2 separate regions of the Macaca mulatta genome follow, and region 1 is linked to region 2. Evidence: chromatin contacts called from public Hi-C data. All regions are on one chromosome and are shown on one strand. The core of a region is the stretch at or near the end of the contact, and the rest is flanking DNA. Distances in the headings are between cores, read along the strand shown.

Region 1 (2,700 bases), core at 112-2,611, 290 kb after region 2:
GCCTTTGGACTTTTTTTTCATTGACCACATAATTTTGAACAGATACATTTTTATTTAATTAACTGATGTAATGGAAATGACCTTTCATTAAGGATCATGCTTTCAGCCAACAAATATTTGCTGCACGTCTCCTTGATGCCAGACACTGGCTTAGACACCAAGGGCTGACATGAGCACATGGTCTCTGTTCTCATGGAGCTGACATCATAGCATCTTTTATGTGTAAACCCCGCGCTGGATCCCTGTGGTGCTGAGATGAATAAAACCCAGTCTCTGCTCCCTGGGAACTCTCAGTTAGTGAGGGAGACAGGCAGTTGAACCTACAACAATTACCCCACATTGTGATATGAAGAACGAGGCCCTGCACGTACAAAGATGGAGGGAATGCATCTATGGGGGAGGGGCAGGAGGGAGGGCAGAACCTCTGCAGAACAAATCCTTAGTTTTAACATCATTATTTTGACAGATGTTGGTTCTAGTCCAAAGTATCTATACACAGACCATGCTGTGACTAATTAATGTCACTCTACCCAAGAGAGTCTGGCCTAGTTAGTCGCTTAAAGAGAACTTAGCATTGACAACTTACTGAGTTACCAGAGCAATGGAGATACAGATTCTCCCATCAGAAGACACAGGGAAGCAGCAGCATTGTCCAGTGGAAAATACTTTCGGTCAGGATCTAACTGCCTTAAACGCTGGTCTCAGTCCAGCCGCTGACCTGCTCCGGGAAGTGTCCAGGAGAATCATTACAGCTAATCCCCATAGCACCGTCCTCACAGTGGAGGTAATGGCATCCATAAGCCTCAAGATATCACCAGTGTTTTCTGTGGTCAGTCATGTCAGCAGATCAGGCTCTCCTCCAGGAAAGGTGCTTTATCTGCCTAGAACAGAACAGATTCTCTCTAACTGTGTGTTCAATTAATTAGCATAATCTTCACCCAGATCCCTGTCTGTAAATTTCTTTATTATTATTATTGCTGCTGTTGTCATACGATGTATGTTCTCAGCACAATCTGGGTTTTCATTAACCCAGTACAGTGGTTCCACACTCTGCCAATTGCCAACTCAGAGGACGTTCTAAGCCACATGGCTATTAACTCATGTCTCTTTCATTGTGTATTTTTCTGGCTAAGTTTTTGGACCTAAAAACAGTTTTGCTCTAACATTTGTTTTGAAACTCTGCATTTCTTTCAGCGTAATCAGTATATTAGGAAACAGTTTGAGCACAATGTAAACATATCTTTGCAATGCATTATTTCATCTGCTAGAAATGGCATACGGCTGACCCGGGGTTCCTAGGAATATGCAAAACACACACACCTCCATGCATCTACCCGCTACCGCAGATCACTGCATGTGTTATGAGCCACACCCATTCACATCTGGTTTTAGAACTTTCTCTTTGATTTCTGATCAACCCCAGTCCCCACTTCACAGGGACTCCCAAGCTGCCCCCTGCTGGCACCCACTTCCACAAGCAAACTCCAGTCTGCAAGGAAAATGCCATGTTTATTCTGGTATTTAAGTACATCTTAACCGTTTAACACGTGCACAATTCCACTACTGTTTTTATTAGATACCTTTCTTTGTGATTGTGTGTCATTGGTCAAGTTTTTAGTGTTATAACCCCATTTTTTCCCTGAGTCTGGTGTTTTTTCTGGCATACTTTCCCACAGTGCTGTAATTTATAGGAACACATATGTTGTGTTAGAGCAGACCTTACGTAGAGGACTTTGTGTTCTCCCCTCACTATTTTATCTTGCTGGACTTGCCATTGAGATTGATCATGCTATTTTTATAATGTTGGATCAAGTGTTCTGAGCAAGTGTGTTATTCTAATTTTACAGGTGAATTATCTGAGGCTTAAGGACAGTAAAGTCTAGCTTAACTCTTCATAAGTGAGTGGTACAATAAGAATGAGAATTACCTTGTGTTTCTTGATCCAGGGAAGCAGCATGTTGCTGTATAAAGAGGGTGGTCTTTGGACGGGACACATCTGGATTTGAATTTCGGCTTCACAAAATCTTTCGATGTGAGTGCCTTCATTAAACTGCCCAGATCTCCAAACCTTATTCTCCTCGAGTATAAACATCAGGAAGTTGACATTCACTTTTGAGACGTACTCTGGAAATTAAGCCACAAAATGTAAGGAAAATGTGAATCTAATGCCTTGGGCAAGGCAGACTTATTTGCTTTTTCCTCTTTCCTTTGTATAATAATACCAGATTGTATAATTCAGGGTTATCCAGAAAAACGGAACCAATAGAAGATACATAAGTATGTGTGTGTGTATATATGTGTGTATATATATGTGCGTGTGTGTATATGTGTGTGTATGTGTATATATGTATGTATACCCACATTTATTTTATATATATGTGTGTGTATATATATGTATATATACACACAGACATGTCATATTTATAATGGGAATTGGTTCACACAATTCTGAAGGCCAAGAAGTCCCACCATCTGCCATCTGCAAGCTGGAGAACCAAGAAAGCTGGTGATGTAATCTGGTTGAAATAAGAAGGCCGAGAACCAGAAGTGCCAATGTCTGAGGATGGGAAGAGATGAATGTCCCAACTCACACACAGTGAATTGACCCTTCTTCTGCCTTTTTCTTCTATTAAGGTCCTCAACACATTAGATGGTACCAACCTATGTTGGTAAGAGTGGGTCTTCTTCACTCAGTCCACT
Region 2 (2,700 bases), core at 49-2,548:
AAACAAAAAAAACCCGCCGGAGAGATGAGTCGCTGGCGAGTGCGGCTGCAGGCGCCTCGGTGCCACTGATTTTAAAAGGGAGCGAGAGGGGAGGGGACAGGAGAGGGACTGCGTGGAGAAAGAGTTAGAAGCCCCCAAATGGGCGCCGCCGGATACCTTGTCTGCTCCGAGCCCGGCTCCCGGGGGTCCTTGGTCGGCAGGCAACTCGGGTCCTTTTGTTACCCCAAAGCAGTCGGCGATGTGCAGAATCGCCGCACTTTTAGTTACTCTGTGTGTGTGTCCCCAGCGTGGATCTGGATGAGTACCCGGGCTGCTAGGGTGCTGAGCTGCAGCGCCAGGGCTCCCGACGCGACCCCCAGGCCGGCTTCCGAATCGCAGACGGGGCGGAGGAGCCCGCGGTAGTTTGTGCAGTCTTCGGGGCGCTCACGGCGGCGGCTCAGTCCCAACGCGTTAGAAGTCAAACAAAAAGAGAAAGGAAACAAGCACGGGTCTACCGGCTGGCGACGCACGGCAGCCAGAATCCGCGCTGCACCCCCTTTTTTTGGTGGAAAGGGTGGGGGGCGTGGAAGGGGGGGGTGCGAGAGAGGGCAGTTACCTACGTTTTAACTGTAGATGGCGTCTGAGGCTTTTCCAAGATCGCGAGCTCTCCAAAAATTAAACAAACAAACAAAAAAAAGAAAAATAGCAAGGGAGCATTTAACTTGGAGCGGTCAGCGCTGCCAACAAAAGATTGCAAAAGCCGGGCACAGAGTTGCGGCGCGGGCTGGGCGCAGGTACCGCGACAAAGCCCTGGGCTCGGCCCGCCGCGCGGAGGTCAGCACAGGCTCATGCTGTCGCCGCTCGCTTGCGCCCTGGGTCTTCCTCCGAATGCAGCCAGACGTGCAAGAGAGAATAAGCACAGATCGGCGGTCTCCGATTTCGCCGGCACGAGCTTGCGGGGGTCCTGCGGGCGCTGCAATGGGAGCTGCGTCCCCGGCCCTTCCAACGCGCAGCGTTCCTTTGCCCCTCTCCCGCTGGAGAACTGGATCTCGTCTTGGAATAATTTGCAACCACTCCGTCTCCCACTACCCCGAGCCCAAATTGCCCGGTGGGGTTTGTTTTGAAGAAAATTGACGGCTTGTCTCCTCCTTCTTTGATTTCTTGCTTGCCCCCCCCCAGAGAAAAGAGGGGACCGTGTATTTAAAAATTAAAGGGGACGGCCGACGGTGCCCGAGGCCAATCCCCGCGCTCAGCACGCCCGCATCCCCCGGCGAGGCGGTATTAATAGTTACTTACGTGGCCGGGGATCTCGGAGCGAGCGGGGCCGTGTGTGCGCGTGTGCGCGCGCGCGCCTCGCTCGCGCTCGGTCTCCCCATTCAATGTCACCGACACATTTCCACGGAGCCTCCGCCCCCCCGCCGCCCCCGCGACTGGCTCAGCCCAGAGCCGGCCCCGCCCCGCCCCCGCCCGGGCCCCCCTCATTGCGCCGGGCGCCCATCAATCAGCCCCGCCGCTGCCAGTCCTCGGGCGGCTCCCCGCGCCGCTGCCATTGCAGCTCGGTGCCGGGGGCGCCAGCACCGGCCTCGCAGCTCCCTCACCCGGCCGGGGAGGTAAACAAAGTGAAATATCCTTCCGCGGCCCGGGGCCCCGGGCGCAGCACGCTGGGTCTCGGCTGCGCGCCCCGCAACAGCAGCGGCTCCGAAGCCGTCCCCCCACAATCTGCTCCCGCAGCGCCGACTCCGTAGCTCGTTCATACTCCTGGCGCTTTTCCCCAGAAAGCCAGGCACGCTCTGAGCATTCGGCCCCCAGGCTAAGATGTGGCCCTGAACGAGGAGCTTTGTTTTGGAGGAATGTGCTTGCATCGGTATTGCTGCCTGGAGTTTCGAGAATTCGTTTCATGGTATCTCTCCGACATCCTCCTCTCCATTTAAAAGGAAATCCATTGCTTCCTTTTAGTTGGTGCCACCGCTTGCCCCCGACCCCACACCTTGGGCTTGTATTTCTAATATTTTCAGCAGAAGAGGAACTGAAGGCATCTTTTGACTCAGGTCAAATCCAATCACGAATTCTTCCCTTCCCAAGGCATTGATTGCCTGGAGGGCCTTGGAGGCCAAGCTAGACAAAACCTTGCACCCACACCTCCAGGGAGCGCTGTTGGGTCCCATCCAGGGTGCTGGGCATCCTGAGTCCTCTTGTGTTAGCCAGGTGAAGGCTGCAGTTCCTCCTCCCCCACCTCGCCACCACCACCCCCCTTCGCCACCCCCCGAATTATTCTTAACTTCCTTGGGAGATTCCAGTCCGCGGGCTTGGACAGGAACACAGGAGGAAAGGGGCTTGAACTCAGGCAGAGGCTTCAAACGCCAGCCTTGATCTAAGATATCCTGGTGAATGAGAAGCAATCTAGTAGAGGACAAACTTAAAAAAAAAAAAAAAATCTCAAGGAACTGAGAAAGGGGAGTTGGAACGACTCCTAGAGCCCTCTGAGCTTTTGCATGCGTGTAGTATATTTTCCACTGGAGGAGGGGACTACATTATTTATTGCCCACTGTAGGACACTTTCAGTAAAAGAAGGGAGCTATTTATAATTATGTCCACTTGGGACAACAGTCACTCTAACGATCAGGAGTCCTGGGAATGTGGCCAGAGATGGAAAGGCCACTGACTATCAAGCTGCCACCCGGCAGCACAGAGTTAAAAGGAAAGTTAAGAAGTGGCCCCCGT

What was found. A called contact is a pair of places that touch in the nucleus more often than the background predicts.
Region 1: a Hi-C map of blood shows a contact between it and region 2, with 2.9 times the contacts expected there. The contact joins the enhancer-like site here to the promoter of TRIB2 in region 2. A contact is called at or near these places in 3 of 14 Hi-C or Micro-C datasets (CD4 T cells, blood and liver).

What each region holds. Positions count from the first base shown.
Region 1 is chr13:112,421,985-112,424,684 of T2T-MMU8v2.0, forward strand. No RefSeq gene overlaps it. Among named protein-coding and RNA genes, the nearest start is that of TRIB2, 290 kb to the left of the region's middle. Within about 2 kb of position 1,362, at least 3 of the 40 cell types and tissues checked have an H3K27ac peak or open chromatin away from gene starts, as enhancers often do. A contact at or near this core is called in blood, where this site is marked.
Region 2 is chr13:112,130,460-112,133,159 of T2T-MMU8v2.0, forward strand. It overlaps TRIB2 (tribbles pseudokinase 2), which reads right to left and starts at 1,299. Exons shown (of 4, transcript XM_015111742.3): 1 at 157-1,299.